6 separate regions of the Mus musculus genome follow, and regions 1, 2, 3, 5 and 6 are each linked to region 4. A link is a contact called in public promoter capture Hi-C data. All regions are on one chromosome and are shown on one strand. The core of a region is the stretch at or near the end of the contact, and the rest is flanking DNA. Distances in the headings are between cores, read along the strand shown.

Region 1 (3,373 bases), core at 460-2,959, 1.8 Mb after region 4:
TAGCTGCTTTACTTACGGTTCCACTTTCACCTTTAACCAGCCACACCCAGGGAAATAAATGTAGCGGGATTGGTGTAGTGCTTGCCTAACATTCCCTAGACTTGATTGCTAACACTTCAGAAGCAAACACAATTAGGTCTATAAAGGTGGGAAGGACTTTGTCAAGCCCAGCACTTGGGAAATGGAGGCCAAGGATCAGGGGTTGAAGACATCCTTGGCTACAGATTAAAATGGCAGGCCAACCTAGTGTACCTGAGACCCTCCCTCAGAAAACAGCCACAGCCGGAATAAGCAAATTCATAAACATTCCATAATCAATTCTGCTCCAGAACATTTAAAAGGGTGAGTATGAGAAACAGAAACACAACAAAATAAACTAAAAAATCATCTTTTTGCCTGGTCTCCAGAGCAAGTTCCAGGACAGCCAGGCTACACAAAGAAACCCTGTCTCAAAAAAAAAAAAAAAATGATAAAAAAACTTTTCCTACAGTATTTTTAAAAGTCCCTAAGTCACTTAAAGATCAAAGAAATTGAGATTACCAAACAACTGTTGTTTCAACACTCTGATTTACCAAGTGATCTCCCCTCTATACCAAAATAAAATTAAAAACAAACAAACAAACAAAACCACCCAGTTTAGTGACCAGAGATTGGTTAATGGTCTTTGACATAGGTATTACTTACTAACCTCTGTTTTACAAAAACAAGTTTATAACGCTAAATCATTTGTCCAAAGTGAAAGAAATAATAAACACAGCTTGTAGCAGATGAAAGATCAGTTGGGCTTCTTTCTTTTTTTTTTTTTTCAATTATTCCCAAAGTACTTCAGTACTTAGAACACAGCATGTGATCTAAAGGTAAAATAAAACTAAATCCATGGCTAGAAAAGCAAGTAAGTATTGTGTAAGGTCACCTTCATTCACATTACTGAAGGTCACCTTCAGGGTAAAGCAATTACAAAAATGAATTTTTTTCTTTCCAGTCCAGTGTATTTTCCATATATACTGCTAGTCTCAAGTTTCCACGTACTTGCCTAACTTTAAAGCAGGAAAAAAAAATGACCATGATTGTTTTCGCTATAGTTAATATTCCGTTAATAATCTACAGATGACTTCTTCAAAGCTGCCAGGCTTAAGGTTTTCAACCCCTTGCTATGAATCCAGATGCGGTAGATTTAGTTTCCTACCACCGTTATTGTAGGAGATCAGTTCTTCTACGTAAATACACTCCCAGAGCTAAAATTTAGATCATCGCTAAAAGAGCAAGGTGTCCGCCAAAGCGTTCTTCCTGGAAATCATAGGTCTCTGAAGAAAGAGAATGCATAACGAGGTTAGGAACACAAGGACAGGATGATAAAGCCACTGTCACAGCTACCTCTGTTATGGCTAGCTTCCCTTCCCAGTGACTGGAGACCACGCAGGGGACCATGCACCTAGAATTAAAACCCGCAGGATTTGGGGCGGAGGAAGAGGGCAGAAGAGCACGAGGACAGCCGGATCCCGGGTGTTGTAAAGAACTCGCCCACATTATCTGCTCACCTTGGAGACGGCTTAGTGCGTTTTTGGCTAAGGGCAACATCGCGGAGACGAAGATGGAACTGCGGCGACTATGCTGCTGCCTTGGTGCAAATTCACCCCAGCTACCCTTGCAAAGCGTCCTGAAAAACAAAATGGCTTTCAGCAGGGAGCCCAAATGAGAATTGGTGAGATGTCGCGAGATTTAGGGGTTGACCTATAGAAATTGTCATCCTAGTTCCTGCGAGGAAATAGGAAGGTCTTTGGGAAATGTAGTTTCAAGCTTGATGGCTTCCATAAAGTAGTATTTACTAAGCAGGGAGGTTAACTCTTTGGACAAAGGTTTCGGACTCTACAAAGGAGAGCTGAGACACCGACCTTACATAAGGCACCAGCATCAAAATGGTGCTAAAACTCCAGAGGATTGGATCTAGTGTCTCACTTCCAATTACAGTCCCTTCAAATTTTTCACATTCTGTCTCCTATTACCTACATTAATTGGTTTTACCTTTATTGGTTTTTTTTTTTGGAATTTTTGTGGGGGAGTTGAGACACGGCCTCTCTATTTAGTCCTGGCTGACCAGGAACTCTCTATGTAGACCAAGCTGGCCTGGAACTCACAGAAAAAGTCCTGCCTTTGCCTCCCAAGTGCTGGGAGATCAATTGACCTTTTTCCCCTAAGGATTCCAGTTCATGTGCATCTGGCAAGAATACTATATATGTATCTTCTTAAGAAACTCTGTGTAGGGCTGGTGAGATGGCTCAGTGGGTAAGAGCACCCGACTGCTCTTCCAAAGGTCCAGAGTTCAAATCCCAGCAACCACATGGTGGCTCACAACCATCCTTAATGAGATCTGATGCCCTCTTCTGGTGTGTCTGAAGACAGCTACAGTGTACTTACATATAATAAATAATAAATAAAAAAAAAAAAAAAAAAAAAGAAACTCTGTGTAAGCCAGGTCTCCCTATGTAACCCAGACTGGCTAGAACTTACTATGTAGCCCAGACTGGCCTAGAATTTGCAATTCTTTTGCCTTAGCTTCTCTAGTGTCATGATTAGATAAATAATGTACAAATCAAACTCTGCTTTTTAGAGCATCCTATCAAAAGGTATAGGATCTTAGCATGTCCCATTCAGTAATAGTATGAACTTAATCATTTAATCCAAGCACTGCATACCAGATTTCTACACTTTAAAGTCACCGCTTTCCCTTTGTAATTAAAAAAAAAAAGTATCTTGAGTGGAAAGGAGGGATGTGTGCAAAAAAAAAAAAAAAAAGGTAACTCCAATGCATAATGACTATCCTATTCTGCATAAGCTTCTATCCACTATGTTTTGTATCCATTGGTAATTCTTTACCACACTGTGTCTGTATGACCACTGCAGTTCATATGCCTAAAGCAACCTGAGTGAGCATAAAACAGAGATACTCAAACCACCATGCTTATTTGGTATGCTTGTTTATTTTTTAAGATTTATTTATTTATTATATGTAAATACACTGTAGCTGTCTTCAGACACACGGGAAGAGGGCATCAGATCCCCATTACAGATGGTTGTGAGCCACCATGTGGTTGCTGGGACTTGAACTCAGGACCTCTGGAAGAGCAGTCAGTGTTCTTAACTGCTGAGTCATCTCTCCAGCCCCTTGTTTGTTATTTTTGTGTTTGTTTCTTGGAGACTAGATTTCATCCTGTAGTAGAGGCTAGCTTGGAATTTACTATGGAGCCACTCCTGGCCTCAATCTCCTGGCAAGCTGCCTGCTTCAGTTTCCCAAGATGATAGGTGTGAGCTGACATACCTAATAATTTAACCATTTAAAAATTTTTCTTTTTAAATTTTGAGGTAAGCTCACACC
Region 2 (3,045 bases), core at 482-2,981, 1.9 Mb after region 4:
TTCTTTTCCTCCTCCTCCTCCTCCCTTCCTTCTTCCAGGGAGGGCAGACTTGAGAGGACTAGGAAGTGAGTGCGATGGGGTTTCACAATGTCAAATTCCAAATAATCAATAGAAGTACTGTGAAAAGACATAAAAAAATGTATATTAGAGGCTGAAGAGACTGCTTAGTGATTATGGGCACTTGCTGTTCCCAGCACCTACATTGGGTAGGTCATACCTGCTTGTAACTCCAGTGCCAGGGGTCCAACATTCTCTTCTGCAGTGTGAGGACTTGTGTACATATATACATCCAGGCTCTCTCAAACATACATACAACATTTAAAAACCAAATCTTTATATGTTAGTTAGCCAGGTGTGATGGCATATGCCTTTAGTCTAAGTTCTCAGGTGGCAAAGGCAGTTGGATTTCTGAGCTGAAAGCCAGCCTGATCTACAGAGCAAGTTCCAGGAGAGCCAGGGCTGCACAGAGAAACTCTGTCTCGGAAACAAACAAACAAACAAACAAACAAAAACCTAGTCTGATTGTTGGAATGCATTGTTTGAAAAGAGACTCTTCTCTTGTCATTCTAGTCCAAAACTGCAACCCTGACATCTAAGCATGACCAAAACTGTTGCATATTTCAGGAAAAATAAACAGAATGAACAAAATAAAGGGAATGAACATGTGTTCCAGAATAAATGTGGGCACAAAGTTGGAAACTTCAAATTTAGAAAACTTATTTGTGATTTGCAGAGATTATGAATGAAAAATGAAATGAGGGGGAAACGATTTGGATCAGTTGGTAAGTGAGATATACCCCCAATCATATCAGATTGAACTAATGGCTGACCTGTGTGTGACAATTTCAAGATTGTTCAATATCAAAAGAATTAGATGTCAATGTCCAGTTGATCATATATATATAAATACCTGTAAGTATCCTTAAGTATGATGGGGTACACCTGTCTTCTAAGCACTTTGGGAGGCTGCAAGGACAGTCCAAGTTTGAGGCCAGCCTCATATACATGTTGAGTTGCAGCCTAGTCAGGACTGTATAGCTAGAATTTTTCTCATTCTCTTTCCACAAAAGGTAAAAATTCACACGTGTAAGCGTTGGCAAGCTGAATATTATAATGAAATATATAGAAGAAAAATTAAGAATATTATAAAATAGGAAAGAAAATATTTATATTTTGGGTGGCTATGGAGATTAATGATTAAGAGTGTGCATGTGGGGGAGGGGTTAGGACATAGCTCAATGATAGAGTATTTGCCTAACATGCACAAAGCCTTGGGTTTAAAACAGCATAAGAATGTATGTCCACCCTCCCCGCAAGGATGGATGTTTGGCTGAATGTGGAACTTGTGCATTGGTATCCTCACCCATTAAAATGTTAGGTCTGCCTACTTTGGATGGTTCAAGCATGAGATTAAGATAAAGGATCTGTGTAGTGGTCGACATATAGTAAATTCTCAATAAACGTAAATGGGGTGTCATTGTTTCACCAATTATGTGGAAGTAGAGAGGTTGGACCAAGAGCGCATTTTCAGGATAATGTCAAGATACATCCCTGACACTTTGAGGTCAGCAGTAACTGAACTGGACCCCACTAAGAAGAGGTGGAGGGGATCAAATGACGTCGACCGCCTTAGCAACAGGCTCCCAAAGAAGGTGAATTTCCGTAGCCAATAAGACACTGAGCTCTGGCAGAGGTAGCCAATAGATGACGGAAAGAGGAAGAGGGAGGACGCGCCAATTCTCCTGCCCAAGCCTCGGCCCAACAAAATGGCGTCGGCATAGGCCTTGCTTTGTTTCCGTGGCTCTTGCAGCAGCAGCAGCAGCAGCAGCAGCAGCGGTAGCGGACTCTGAGCTGGGAGGACGATCCAGCACTATCTGCGGTGACTACTAAGATCCCAGTACTTTTCGTTCAGCCACTGGCGCCGAGGAGCGCAGAACGGTACCCAAGGGGTTGCCAAGCCAAGCGGCCGTCCGAGCCAAAAACATGACCGCTGAGCCCATGAGGTAAAACGCAAGCCCTTGTCACGGGCCCCGGCGTTCTGCTCCCGGGCGCCTTCCACTCGAGTGGGGTGTTTGCAAAGACGTGCGCTAGGTGCCCTAGGCCCGCGCGCGGCTTCGCGGTCAGCGGCATCGTTTTCCCTCTAGGTGAGCGGGGCTGGGGGAGCGCGGTGGGAAGCCCCAGCTGGGGCTTGGGGTGTGTGTGTGTGTGTGTCTATGTGTGTATGTGTGTGTCTGTCTGTCTGTCTGTGTGTGTGTCGGTCGGGGGCGGCATGCGGCGCGCGCGTTGCCTTTCCCGCCTCCCGCCGCTGCGGAGCCGGGAGCCCCTGCTCGGCTCACGCCTCCGTGCCCGCGGCGTCGAGGCCTGGGGGCGGGGGGTGTCGCGGGCCACCGAACGCTTGCGGTCAGTCTTTCGAATCTCGGGGCCTAGCGACTGCGTGGGGAAGGAGGGGGGAGGGGGGGGGAGAAGGTGGATGGGGGAGGGGGAGGGGCGGAGGATGGGGAGGGGGAGGGGCGGCGGGAGGAAGTGAGATCCTGGAACTAGCGAACCCCAATGGTCGCCTCCACTGGAAGTCCTCCAGCTCTCCGCGGCTCCGAGAGGAGAGCCGAGCATTGGAGGTAGGAGGGCCGGGCCCGGAAGGTACCTCTAGAAGGTGCCTTTTCGCCCCCCGACTCCAGATCCTGGAGGGTTATCTTGGGGACCCCTGGGCGGCTGAGACGGAGAGCGGGCAGCCCAATGCGGGCTTTTGCTTTCTGAGAACAGCGGCCGACGACTTTGCAGGAGAAGTCCGGTTTTTGACGGGACATCGGTTGTTGTTACCCCCTGCGGTTTGGGACACGTTCCGTGAAGTAGTTAGATCGTGCTTTTATTTATTTGTTCCACGAGGCATGTGGAGCGGGTTAACGGGGATTCACCAGAAGATTTATTGCAAAGGTAGAAGAGAGCCCAGGCCCGATGTTAGCGATCAAATACGTTTACGATTCAGGCTGTTTTTCCACGCGTTTCTGATTTGCTTTTTGATTGTTTGGAGTAGTTAATCTGAAATGG
Region 3 (3,089 bases), core at 316-2,815, 1.6 Mb after region 4:
GGATGAATCTTTTGTCCTTAGAACAGAATGAAAAGTTAGCTAGAACCTGCCCTTTATCTATGATTAGGGTGGCTGGGATTTCTGCTCCATCCTGATTATTCTATCCCATTTGGGGTAACATTAAGTGTTTTGCATGAACATAATACAGTGGGTTGGTTCTGGATATCAGCCCAGGAAGAGAAGGCCACCTACCAATATTGGCTACGATAAAATAAGTGCCTGTACAGAAGCCAGAGAACCTCTGTTCCCTTACATGTGTTAGTATCTAAAGGATGCCCTCACTTGAACTGGCCCAAATCTTCAAAGGGACCAGGATTACTGCCAATCAGTCATCCACTTCCAAAGAAGGTCAAGCAGGCAGAGTAGTCAGTCACTGCGACCATCAATGGCCCTTAAAAATTCCCATCCTTGGGTCCTATAGTTGTTACATGAACAACCAGGCCCATCAGTTATGTATCTAACCATCATCCTTGACTCCTGGCAAAAAAAAAAAAGTATACATTATGAAAGGCAAAAAGGAGAAGACGCATACACCCTAGTAATTCTTTCAGGTAAGGGAGAAGCCAAGTTAAGTCAGTGACCTGGGACCCACATGTGCCACGTGCGTGGGAGCCTTCCTCAGTTCTGACATCCTGCTTCTCTAGCCACCTCTCGAGTGAGGTTACAGGCCTCCAACTCCCGGCGGCCACACCCTGCATGTGTCACAATCCTGATGCAAACCCCAGGGCCAGGAGTCCAACCGCAAGGTAGGGCAGCAGAGGCCTGTTATATAAGCCATACAGAGCTTCATCCAGTGGGCCTCACCCTCCCACCCACAATTCTTTGGGGAGAGGGACCTCCACTCGAGAGGACTTTGAGCAACATCTTTTGGGAAAGAAATCATTTGTACCAGGACCAATGAAACGTGGGCGGTTTCGGATTCGTCACGGATGGTCCAAGAATCTTGGGGGAAGGGAAACTAGCTAAATGACCTTTCAAGGTCCCTCAGCAGGGGCCTAGAGATTTGCAGGATAAGTACTACGTCCATTCTCGCTACAAGAGATGAAACTGCACTTCAGAAATGGGAAAAAGATTGAGTCCTGAGAATCTGAGCCCTTTATCAGTGGGATCAACTCCCTAAAGGACACATTTGGTCGCTTTTTAAGCTAGAAGCAGTTAGGACGCAGAAAAGCAAACTCAGACACAGTCTCCGCCCCAATGAGGTGAGAGGAACAGCCTTAACCTCCAAACCCAGGACCCCCAAGACCCAGCTGAAAAATAAGTGCAACTTAAGGTGATGGGAAAACCGTGCTTGCCACGGCCAGAGAGAATGTGGCCCCGAGGGCTTGAGGGCAGCAGTACGGAATTACCTCATCACGACCCGCTTCCCCTTCACGTCCAGCTTGTCCAAAGTCAGCTTGTTGGAAAGCGACATTTTGGCAACACCGTGAGGTCGAAAGGCCCGGAGATGAGGAAGAGGAGAACAGCGCGGCAGACGTGCGCTTTTGAAGCGTGCAGAATGCCGGGCCTCCGGAGGACCTTCGGGCGCCCGCCCCGCCCCTGAGCCCGCCCCTGAGCCCGCCCCCGGACCCACCCCTTCCCAGCCTCTGAGCCCAGAAAGCGAAGGAGCAAAGCTGCTATTGGCCGCTGCCCCAAAGGCCTACCCGCTTCCATTGCTCAGCGGTGCTGTCCATCTGCACGAGACTAGTGAGACGTGCTACTTCCATTTGTCACGTCCTGCACGACGCGAGCTGCGGGGCGGGGGGGAACTTCCTGACTAGGGGAGGAGTAGAAGGTGGCGCGAAGGGGCCACCAAAGAACGGAGCCGGTTGGCGCCTACCGGTGGATGTGGAATGTGTGCGAGGCCAGAGGCCACTTGTGTAGCGCCAAGTGCCCAGCGGGGCTGCTAAAGCGCATGCTCCAGACTGCCTTGGGAAAAGCGCCTCCCCTACCCGGTAGAATTCCCAGGCGCCTTTTCTAGACCTTTGCAAATGTCATCCCCTTTTGGAATCCTCTGCTTTCTCAGCTCCCAAATGGAAGTCTACATAAGGTCTTACTTAGTAATCGAAACCTCTCAGAAGTTAAAAAAGGACCAGGCCTTCCCCTCCCCCCTTTTATAATAAAAAGTACAATGTAATTGCTGTGGTTACATTATTCATAATGACGAATACATATAGCATGTGTCATGCTAACTAACAATGCTCATAAAATTCCTAAGTACGTTCTGTTATTAAAGATGAAGTAACTGATAGACAAAGATTTAGTGTCTTATCAAGACTGCAAAGCATCTAAGTGATCATTTCAATCCTGGGCCACTGTGATTTCGACTGCTTTGGGAGTGTAGCTCAGTGGTAAAATGCGGGCCAGAGGCCGTGGATCCAATCTCCAGCACTGTTTAAAAACAAAAACAAAACTTTAAATCTCTACTGACACTCATTTGGGCTAAGGACGGTGCTCAGTGGTAAAGTGCTTGCCTGACGGTCTGAGACAGGACAACTAGTTAGGAAATTGAAGGGCACATGAGAAATGGAAGCCCTTGTTCACTCTCCTGGTTTTTTCTTTCCACCTCTCTCACTGGCAGATATCCAGGAGTGACTGGCCAAAGCACCTCTGGAAGTTACTATATTATGTGAAGTAACTCAGAAAGACAATACCATGTGTTTTCTATCCTATGCAGCTTTTTATATAAGCATATACATGGAGAGGAGAGACAGGTCCAGGAAAGGGAAACAGTTTTAAGAGAACAGAGGACGGAAAAAGAACTGGGTAACAGGAGCCACGTGACATGGAAGAGACAAAGGACTGCAGGAATGCTGAGAGCCCCCATGGTTATCCAATAGCAGTAGTGCAGTCTGAAATCGGATACATACAAGCGACTTTACACAGACTGAGAAGGCTGTCCTTACATATTTAAGTACACACACACACACACACACACACACACACACACACACACACACGAAAAAAAAGCCATAAATTTTGAGGTCTGCACCTTTCCCTGCTAACTGATCTCACTGACCCTACATTTTGTCTTTCTGTTTTATTAACAAGCTAACTCTCCACTCTGAATCCTGGTGAGATTCTTTTCCACGGTGGATGGCAAGGTCTCT
Region 4 (3,399 bases), core at 617-3,116:
AACAGGAAATCTGAGAAAAATTATAAAGAGATACACTATTCCCATTCCTGGTGCATTCCTATTCTTTCCTGCAATGGAGCTTAGTTTCAATAAACCATTACATTTTCTAGTCACTTTAGTAAATTTTGCTAAAAAGCCACAAAAGCATTGTCACAAAGCAGTCAAAACAAATATTAATATTTAGTGTCTAGGATCTAAAGATTATTTTATAAATATTTTCACTTAAAATACTTATTCATGTAACTGACTCAATTATAAAACTGACCATGATTAAAATCAGATAGTCAAGAAAATATGAAGTTAACTTTGGGATTTAAAACATAAAAGACCTCATAAACGTAAAATACCTTCTAGGTGTTTAGTACAGACGATAACAGTTTTGTTTTGTTTTTTACTTAAGACAGACAGCAGCAGCAAACACTCTCTATAAACAAGGACCTTATAAAAGAGATACTTCTTGAAAAAGTTTATCGTTTGAAAAAAATTTTAATTTAACGTTTATTTTTATACATTGCATACCTATAACTCTAACAACAGCATTTTAAAACTCACATATGTTTAAGTTTTGGTAGGTTGTTCTAGTATTTATGGTTTTACTGAAGGAATGATGTTAAAAATAGTAAGTGCTAAGGGAAAGTCTTTCCAGACAGATATCTTTACCTTTAACCCCCAAAGGTAGTTTTCCAGCAATGAAGGCAACTGTTTAAGGCACACAGAGAACTGATGAAATTTCCAAAGCTTTCAGTTTCATAAGTCTTGTTCTCCAACTATAAAGTGAGATGCAAACCTAAAAATAACCTTTACACGGTTCTGCCTATTGAAATGATTTCTAGACTGTACTTCCCAGAACTTTGTATTGAGCAAGGGTTCTCTTTTTCTTTTAATGAAACACGGACAGTTAGAAAACAGTCTGAAGCTTTTTACCAACTATCATTAACACAAAATAATAAAATATTCACTTTTAAAGCCAGTTTTGTTAAAAAAAAAAAAAAGAAATAATCCTAAGGATAAAAAGTGTATGGCATTGTGCACATAATTCCACAGGTTGAATTTAAGAATGAGGTAAATGACAAACTTCTGAGATTTAGCAATTACGACAATTACACTAACTTTCAGAGTAATATATGTAATTTCTATGACACTAAAATTGAAATGCCACAAATCTGCTTAAAATTCCCTCTTTTCCTAAGTCCAGAGAGTGCTTCTAATAAATCCACCTCTGGACATTTCTGAAAGTCAAAGGAACGTAAAATACGCCAAGCTCTATCTACGACCACCCCCATTACTGCTCCCACCCATTATAGAGATTTTATATTAATTTTAGACCATACATCAGCTGTGCTTAAGAAAAATAAAATTAAACCAACTAATATGAGAAAAAATTTCGAAGCAACATTACCTCTCAAGTAGAGCCGGACTTTTCCTCCTTCCCCTTCAACCCTACAACTCTAAGGTTCAAGATTGTTTAAAAAACCTCAACATTACCCACCACACTAACCCCTCGAGCCGTTCTTTTACACTGTCAGAATTTTTAAAAAGTACTTTAAAAGTCCTATACCTTTGTCTTCACCCTTTAAGACTTAAGCTCTGAGAGAAAGGGATGAGGGACGACCAGGACTGTGTGAAATCTGAGGTACGAGGTGGGCGGAAGGCTAAGCGGCGTCCAGGTTGACAAAAGAAAGAACTAGAAGTCCGGTGGGATGCCGGACCAGGTTTAGCGCAGTTATCCTGAGCGCACGTGAAGCATCTAAGTGGGAGGGACCTAAGCTTCAGCTCTCGGACTCCACCGCCCCCAAGCGACCAGAGCCATCCTAACCGAAGCGACTCACTGCAGCCATGTTGGCGTCGTCCCAGTCCCGCCTCTCTAGCTCGTGGGACTCCACCCACCACGGGTTCTAAACCGAAACAGGAAGTGGGCTAGGATCCCTCGAAACCCGCTACAACCGCCACCCTCCGCGCGCCCAAGCGACCCACAACTCGCGGGTCCAGCCCCTGTCCCGCGTGTTACCTGCCCCTCCCCCTCCTCCCGCCCGGTGAACTCGAGAGATCATGTCGAACATGGAGAGTATCCTTTCTGTTGGTCAAGATGCTACCAGGGCCTTGGGGGCTGGGGAGGGGGGGGCGAAGGCAGGGGTGCTGGGGACACGCCCAGGGGCTTGACCCTTTGGGCCCGCACGTGGGGCGAGGGAGCTGTGATGCGGATGGGTAGGCTCCAGCGGCCTGGGGTTGGCCTTTTTTTTATTTTTTTTATTTTTCACCCTCCTCCTCGCTGCGGCCGCCGCCTCCGCCTCCGCTGCCATCCTCGAATGTGGGGAGGGTCAGAGGAGCCAGTGGACAGACAGAGATAATTGAGCCCGTACCGCCCCTTGTTGAGGATTTCTGTCACCTGCCTTATCAGTGAATTTTTGGCCTCTTTGAAATTGACAGGGAATGGTGCCAGGACCTAGGGGAGGCGACTGGAGTTTGCCTATGGCTCCAGGCGGAGGTGTAGGTTCTCAAAGCGTACGTGGACAAACTGCTTTTGGCGAACTGCCCTTTAATGACTGCAGGTGACTGGTGATGAGGTTGAGCGATTGCTACGAACCCTCCGAACTAACTGTGCTCGCTTTCTGTTCCCGCTGCATTCTAATTTAACACTTGAGGAAATTCAGGTTATTCCTGAAGCCATAAAGTCCATCAGCCAAACCTGTCTGGCCACTTGGGCAATTAGTAGGGGCTAAGAATAAAGCTTCCTGGTGACGTCATGAACACAATTTGGCTTTCTTTTTCTTTTTCACTACTTAAATTCCATCACAGAAGCTCCATGTTGCTGTAATTTTTGCTCCTTCCAGGGGTTGGCTTTAGAGAAAAATAAAATAAATTGCTTTTTCTTCAACTCCAAGATAGCAAAAAGATAAACCATGGGTTATGGTAACTGTTCTGTAGCTCGTGTTAAGCTCTTTTGGCGCTATTAGTCTATAAGCCTGAAGTACAGGTAAAAATGGTTTTTTGATGGGTTCAATTTTATGTCATCCAGTAAATCTTGCAGCACTAGTCAGGATATGCTGTACATTAAAGTGCTAGCCTGGAGGAAAGGTGCAGATCATGAAAAGATGACCAAGAGAGGTCCTGTTTCTACTGCATGTAAAAAAAAATAGTGACTGTAGTATAGTTTTAATATTAGCATAAAGTGACAAGCACTTTATTGAACTCTGAGTCAAAATATCAGTTTTATTTCCCAAGTTCCTTGAAACAACAGTTTTCTGAATTAAGGCATGGTGTTCATCCTCTGTCACCCACTTGACTCATTTGGGAAGCATATTGTCTCACCTTTCAACCCTAGAAAGGCATTTTTAAAGTAAAAAGAAATGGTAGTGCCTACTGAATTGTATTTTTGAACATAATCTGAAGTATTAGAGA
Region 5 (3,274 bases), core at 449-2,948, 1.3 Mb before region 4:
GAACAAATACCAGTGTTGAAACTGCATACCTCACAAAACAACAACAACAACAAAACCTAAGTGCTTGAGAGGGTCAATCTAATAAGGATTAACCAAAGGCATTAAGCTGGGTTTTGAAAATGCAGTTAATGTAGTAGATTGATATTCGGTAACCCATGTTTTACTCTGAGGTATCAGAATGTTAGGTATGGAAGACAAGATGCTTCTAAAGTAGGGTCCAAAGGAAATAATAAACATTTCTATTTTTTCAAACAAAACGTTTGCTCCATAACTTTAAGAGTAGGCTTCCTTATATTTTGAAAGCCCGTCTAAACACACCCACACATGTTGGCAAAGACAAAGTTCAAGGTTCATGGTTCTGGTGATTTCATATAGCCTTCAGCTCTATTCCAAATCCTACTAAATGTAAATGACAACAACCCAGCAACCTGGGATCTCTGCCACTCTAAAGCTAGAGGAGTTTTCTACATTCAAATTCCTGAGCCCACACATCTGCTTCTGCCACTTGAGGGCCTTTATTTTTCCTCCTGGGGTTGCTGGAACAGAAGCTCTTTCATGTGACAGGAGTATGCATTCCAGCTTTCACCTCAGTTTACCCAATGTTCCTCAGATATGGTAAAAACTGTTATTCTAAGTTAACAATTGGCAAATGAATCAAAGAAGAAAACCAAATCCTATGAAGAGCCAGCAACTCAGTTGCCACATGTTCTTGCCTCCATTTTCAACAGTCTTGAAAGAGTGGGTTTTAGAAAGAAAATCTTTCGAAGGAAAGGAAAAACTCAAAATAAGATCCAGTGGGGGGGGGGAGGTCTCATACAACATTATTTTTTTTAAATGGCTTCATATTCCAGGAAGAAAGAGAAGGGGAGAGGAGGAGGGGAAGGAGGTGGAAGAGGAGAAGAACTTTTTTAAAAAATCATTTGTATCATTGCCCCTGACTTTCGCCTATTTTTAAAATTATATACCCCACCTGCACGCTCTCTAAATAAGTCCATTCCAGTGGCTTCACAATAATTCCAGTACTCAGAAGTCTTCCCTTCCCTTCCCTTCCCATCAGCACCCTCATCCTTTACAGAAATGCACTACTTCCCCTGAACTCGGTACTCAGAGCATATTTCATAAATGTCTCACTCTAAAAAACCTGAAAGCCACTTGTTTTTTATTTTACTTGACTTCACCTAACCGTGAAGTCCCTTTACCAGTTATCTCCTAAACTTGGTAGTTTTCTTTTTCCTTTAGAAACGAACACTAACGTCTCAAGGCAAACAAAGCTAACTCCACGGGAGAAAATAAATAAATAAATAAATCGACGCAACAAAGGAAGAAAGGAAAGAAGGGGGTACTCTGGGCGATGCTTGCGTCTTCTAAGGAGAAGCTTCCAGTGTAACTTCTTCAATTTAACGGTTCTGGGGCAGAAGAGGACTAGTGTGTTGGAAAACAACAAAGGTGGGCTCCCACTCTCCTTACCGCCGTAGAGCCAGAAGAAGATGCAATATATACACGGATCACCATCCTGGAAACAAGGGCTTCTGGTCGGTCGCTGGAGTCTTGAAAAGGGCTGGGAAACAGCTGCAGCAACGGCTGGAACCGAGCTAAGGGCCAAACAGAGGTTGGATGAGGAGGGTGGGGGAAGGTGGAAGGATAACTGGCCAGAGCCCCGCCTCCACCAGCGGCTGCTTTCAATGAGCTTCCAGCTCTGCAATCCCAGCCCCAAACCCCGGAAGGCTCAGGCTCATTTGCATCATTTCTAAATTGTTTTTTTAAAACACAGGATCTCGAACAGCACCGCGAGATCTGTTGAAACAATTCTTTTTGACTATTCCCTCTCCGGGAAGGGGGCAAGGGAGAAATAAAAGAAGGGGTAAGAAAAAAAGAAATATTCGATTAGAATAAAGGACCGGTTCCCATGAACACCAGAAGTTTTGCTTGTTACTTCCTGCTCAGAAATGTATGCAAATAAGATAGCCTAAAGCTAGCTTTATATTGAATCCAGACACTACTTTAAATGTCTTTAAGCCCACGTTATCAAAGCCTTGTATATTTTAAGATGCCAATAATGAAGTAAGTGATTTTTTTTTAACCTTAGTTGGCAGCAGGAGTTGAATACTGAAAAGCTGCACGAGGAGAGGAGGAGGGCTGGAGAGAAGTTTCAAGTTTCCCCAAACCGGAAAGCACAGAATAGGTTCTTTTTGTTCAGAGTTTTGCTAAAATATGGAACATTTTTTTAGTGAGAATTTGCAGGAGATCTAAGCGACAACTCTAGAATGAAGGAGGAAATTGCAAAGAAAAAAACTACAACCCTAGAATGAGAGGAAATTGCAGAGAAAAAAAAAAATCAACAAGTCCAAAATGAGGAGAGGAATTGCAGAGAGAGAAAAAAAAAAAGAAAAAAGAAAAGAAAAGAAAAAAACCAATCATCTGAAAATACTTTGGAAGTACTTTTTTGCCGTTGCTGTCTCATACCTGTAATCTCTGCCCTTGGAATAGTAAAACATGATTGCCAGGAATTAGATGCTAGACTATGCTACAGGGTAAGTCTCTTAAAAATCAAAAATCAACCAAACAAAATGACTTTCTACAAATTATCAAGTACAGTAAATGAGAAAAATCTAGCCACCATCTTCATTACCAACATCATGGCTACTGTTAATTTTACTTGCCAATTCACTTGATTAGAAAAATCTTTATAATCATAAATCATAATCATGATTTTGAAAAAATCTATATTGTTTCTTTTATGTTATCACTGTACAACTTGTTTGGAGTTCTACATTAACTGTTTAGACTTAGAGACTCTTAAAATGAAAAAAAAACAGGAATAACAAAATATTTCTAATTAGTCTATAAACTATTGAACACAATCAATTATTCCCAGAAAACTGAATGGTAGCATTAGCAAAGAATCTGGTGGGCTTTATCTATTAGAAAAATGAGGCTAGATGTGTAGATCTCTTATAGATCACACTAAGACCCAAAGTTGGATTTCAAGTACATACACACATGCACGCACACACACACATACACATGTACAGTTCTGTAATAGATATACTTGTCTTAGTGAATATAAGTCAATAACTTGTTTTATACATAAAACCTGATGATTCTTAATGATAAGACTTCTGATACATTTTTAGGAGAGACTATTACCAATATTTCTAACATAAAGGTAATGGATATCCTTATGCCGTTCTTCCCTACTTTGAGCTATCCTTGAGATGGGTATCATAGAATGGTCATTACTGCTTAAATTTTCTATAGAGAAATTGCCCGAGAG
Region 6 (3,236 bases), core at 648-3,147, 1.3 Mb before region 4:
CAGAGATGAAATTCAAAAGCATGGTAACTGAAGAAATCTCTAACCAAAAGTCAAATACTTCATGATTCCATTCATGTGACACTTTGCAGAACTGTTAATTCCATAAAGATTAAAAGTAAATTACTGGTTGCATATGGCTGATGGAGTAAGAACTAACAAGGAAGGAAGTCTGTTCCATGCTGAAGTGTTTCACACTGTGCTGATGATTGCATAAAATCCATGGGGTCTTGCATTTTAAATAGGTAAATTTTAAGGTATATAAAATACCTCAATGAACATATTAAAAAACATCATAGCAAAATAATCATTACATTAACAGTTGTGAGCCACCATGTGTGTGCTGCAAGCAGAACCTGGTTTCTTGGGAAGAGCCTTAAGTGCTCTTAAACTGTCATCTCCCCAACCCCAAGAATGGTTACTCTTTCTAAAGAAATGTTAAAATTACAATTAATTTAAAATGAAAATTAGTTACAACGGGATGACTGGTAATATTCAGAAACAAGAATTGAGGAAGAGAGACAGAAGACCAGAAAATTAAAAGTAATCAAACATGAATCACTTAATCAGTTTTATTGAAATTCATCAGATGAAAAGAATCAGTGTTCCATAGAAAAGGATTAATGTTGTACTTTGTAATTTTAAACACCAACAACTGCTTAACAAAAATTCATGTGAGTTTTACATTTTGTTGTTCTTTTTACTTAAGGAGTGAAGTCTGATTTCACCAAAACTCCCTGTACTCAGTCTTTCCCAGTAAAAGTAATCTTTGTTTCAAAATTCCCTATTCACATATACTTAGGGTCCCAATGAAGTGTCCACATTTAGCAGTACAATTAACAATTTACAGTGTTTTTGAAAGTGGAACTCTTTCTAAAGAACAAAATTTCTAAAGGGCAAATCAGCTCTTAAATGTGAAATTTACAAATTACCAAGTCTCATTTAGAAACACAAATATGCCAAACATATTATGCAAAGCAACAAGAAATTCACTCCCAAGCATATACTGTGGAAGTTTCTTCAAAACTCATTTAATTCTTAGACTTTTATTTCCTTTCCTTTCATCTATCAGGAATGTTTCTCAGTTGACAAAATGACAGGCTTCAATTGGAGAAGACTCAATTCAAACTTGTACTTTAAATCTACAGACTTCAGGGTATTATCCCACAGACATAAACATCCTCCAATGCAAAACAGAGAAAGTTACATTGTCCACATATAATACTGCAGGTATTACCTGTAGCATTTAGCAATGATGAGGGAAAACATTGGCTAAAAGTATTTTGCACTCCAAAATTAATTTAAAGTATTGTCTTCCATAGAGATCCCCAAAACAATTAAAAAAAAAAAAGGAAGAAGAAATGGAATAGTTTTGACTCCAATTCATACTTCAAAGTTTAGGTCACTAAAAGTTGCCTTCAAATTGTTTTTTATTGTTGTTTTGGTTGGTTTGGTTCATTTTGGTTTTTCTCCTTTTTAAACACCTATAAACAAAAATTATTCATCAAAATTACTGTATAACATTTAGAGTTGAGTAGCGCAAATTTTAAAACCATTTATGTTAAAGCATCAATTCACGTTTGAGTTTCAGTAAACTAAGCTATGGCTCCATTACATATTGAATTTTTGCCAAGTACAGTCTAGGAAAGAGCAGGTATGATGATAATAGTAATTTGAAGTAAAAGATGTGTGTTTCTTTATAAAAATCAAGTATGGGAAAAAGGTACAATATCAACATCTTCTGGTTGAATGCTTTGGGTCTTGCTTATCTTCAAACTACTTCAAACGTTGTTGCTTTTCTTTGATACTTGTACTTTCTCAAAAAATCAATGTGTGCTTAGTGATTCTTTCTACTTGGACGGATGTGTTGACACAGTCTACCTAAAGTGAAACTAAAAGCTTACCTATTAAGGACAGTATCATTCACGATCACCAACAGTGTTAAAGCAGGAGACAAGAGCCACTACTACTTCGTTCAGCAAACACCAAAAGAAAATATATCTTAAACAATGAAGGGCAAGATACTATATAACAGTTAATTAAAAGTCTGTGTTCTTTGCAAGGAAGGGCCAATTTAAAGTGAACTGCAATCTTTTCTCCATGACTTATATACCCACATTGTACTGAGGCAAGCAACTTAGAAACATGACTATAACTGCATGTATAAGCAAGGAATTTATCAGTTAAATGCACTCAACGTGTGTCTGACGGGAAGCCAGCTATTTTGATCACTGGCTGTGCAATGAAAGGTTACATCTAGAAGCCTGGAAAACTTGTGGTTCGGGGCATACATGTTTCTTTGATAAAAGAAGGAGAATGTCACAATCAGCATAGGAAATTACAATGACTAACATATGAACATAACCTGTAAATACATTTCAACAACAGTAACATCACATGAAAATATTCATGTTCACTAAAGATAATGAGGCATTGTGGGAATAAGAGTCTCTCTCTCTTCTCTCTTCTCTCTCTCTCTCTCTCTCTCTCTCTCTCTCTCTCTCTCTCTCTCTCTCCTCTCTCGCTCCTTTCAGTTCCTTAAAGTTGAAATGATGAGAACCTTAAGCTACACAGAAATTTAAAAGAAGGAGCATATTGATTTTTTGTAAAATCCTTACAGAACAGAAATGCCTTGGCAGATAACAATGCTACTCTAAGATATCTACTTAAAGTTTTAACTTCATCTCTCATTTCTTACCACCATGTTCACATTTTCATTATGCTTGTTTGCATGCGAGAATATCAACTAATCTCTAATCTATTATTTCAACATGTAAGCCTATTTCTTTTGAAGCAAGGATTTCTATAAAAGCAATGGAGATTTCATTATTTTTCAAGATGCTGAAGGAAGAACTCAGAACATTCATGCTTGCTGATTTGCCTGGGCTTCGGCTTCCTGGAATAAAACAAACAAACAAACAAAACTTACATTTAAATATCATAAGGTAAATACTCTTGTGCATTTTGGTTAAAATAAACTATCTCAAGTGACTAAGATTATTTAACAAGTAATTATATAGCAATTACTTCCATGATTTAACAAAAAAGGCTTTAAAATAATTAGCAGAAGCTTTCTTTTATCATGCCAGAAAGTGTTTTATGTAGGCTGCTGGGAGAGGATCAGAATCACATTCTTACTTAGCTGTGGATCCTGTATACCACACAACCAACTCACAGGAAAGATAGGCCCCTGGGAAAGTGATCATGTGACTTTTATAGGAGTTAGCAACTATTTTCTG

The links. Promoter capture Hi-C pulls out the DNA fragments that hold promoters and counts their contacts.
Region 1: a contact with region 4 is called in a promoter capture Hi-C map of pre-B cells, with 4 times the contacts expected there. The contact joins the promoter of Cox7b here to the promoter of 2610002M06Rik in region 4. A contact is called at or near these places in 3 of 39 promoter capture datasets (erythroid cells, hippocampal neurons and pre-B cells), 1 of 484 Hi-C or Micro-C datasets (pre-B cells), 1 of 115 datasets of contacts at active chromatin or transcription factors (astrocytes) and 1 of 9 other capture datasets (liver).
Region 2: a promoter capture Hi-C map of pre-B cells shows a contact between it and region 4, with 3 times the contacts expected there. The contact joins the promoter of Atrx here to the promoter of 2610002M06Rik in region 4. A contact is called at or near these places in 2 of 39 promoter capture datasets (liver and pre-B cells) and 1 of 115 datasets of contacts at active chromatin or transcription factors (fibro-adipogenic progenitors).
Region 3: a contact with region 4 is called in a promoter capture Hi-C map of pre-B cells, with 2.6 times the contacts expected there. The contact joins the promoter of Pgk1 here to the promoter of 2610002M06Rik in region 4. A contact is called at or near these places in 2 of 39 promoter capture datasets (liver and pre-B cells) and 1 of 115 datasets of contacts at active chromatin or transcription factors (astrocytes).
Region 5: a promoter capture Hi-C map of pre-B cells shows a contact between it and region 4. The contact joins the promoter of Sh3bgrl here to the promoter of 2610002M06Rik in region 4. A contact is called at or near these places in 19 of 39 promoter capture datasets (the 3T3-L1 cell line, 3T3-L1-derived adipocytes, the C10 cell line and 12 more), 7 of 484 Hi-C or Micro-C datasets (B cells, CD4 T cells, the G1E-ER4 cell line and 4 more), 7 of 115 datasets of contacts at active chromatin or transcription factors (the 230-238 cell line, the NIH/3T3 cell line, astrocytes and 4 more) and 2 of 9 other capture datasets (adipose tissue and liver).
Region 6: a promoter capture Hi-C map of the C10 cell line shows a contact between it and region 4, with 7 times the contacts expected there. The contact joins the enhancer-like site here to the promoter of 2610002M06Rik in region 4. A contact is called at or near these places in 7 of 39 promoter capture datasets (the 3T3-L1 cell line, the C10 cell line, cranial neural crest and 3 more), 1 of 115 datasets of contacts at active chromatin or transcription factors (astrocytes) and 1 of 9 other capture datasets (adipose tissue).

What each region holds. Positions count from the first base shown.
Region 1 is chrX:106,014,036-106,017,408 of GRCm38.p6, reverse strand. Cox7b (cytochrome c oxidase subunit 7B) reads right to left here and starts at 1,709. Exons shown (of 3, transcript NM_025379.2): 1 at 1,539-1,709. The coding sequence starts at 1,578.
Region 2 is chrX:105,928,058-105,931,102 of GRCm38.p6, reverse strand. It overlaps Atrx (ATRX, chromatin remodeler), which reads left to right and starts at 1,731. Exons shown (of 35, transcript NM_009530.2): 1 at 1,731-2,003. The coding sequence starts at 1,984.
Region 3 is chrX:106,185,576-106,188,664 of GRCm38.p6, reverse strand. Pgk1 (phosphoglycerate kinase 1) reads right to left here and starts at 1,565. Exons shown (of 11, transcript NM_008828.3): 1 at 1,350-1,565. The coding sequence starts at 1,414.
Region 4 is chrX:107,814,801-107,818,199 of GRCm38.p6, reverse strand. 2610002M06Rik (RIKEN cDNA 2610002M06 gene) reads left to right here and starts at 1,866. Exons shown (of 8, transcript NM_025921.3): 1 at 1,866-2,065. The coding sequence starts at 2,050. Tent5d (terminal nucleotidyltransferase 5D) reads right to left here and starts at 1,723. Exons shown (of 6, transcript NM_001163104.2): 1 at 1,559-1,723.
Region 5 is chrX:109,093,831-109,097,104 of GRCm38.p6, reverse strand. It overlaps Sh3bgrl (SH3-binding domain glutamic acid-rich protein like), which reads right to left and starts at 1,698. Exons shown (of 4, transcript NM_019989.2): 1 at 1,468-1,698. The coding sequence starts at 1,512.
Region 6 is chrX:109,159,787-109,163,022 of GRCm38.p6, reverse strand. It overlaps Sh3bgrl (SH3-binding domain glutamic acid-rich protein like), which reads right to left. Exons shown (of 4, transcript NM_019989.2): 4 at 556-2,893. The coding sequence ends at 2,861. Among named protein-coding and RNA genes, the nearest start is that of Gm34464, 30 kb to the left of the region's middle. Within about 2 kb of position 1,897, at least 13 of the 459 cell types and tissues checked have an H3K27ac peak or open chromatin away from gene starts, as enhancers often do.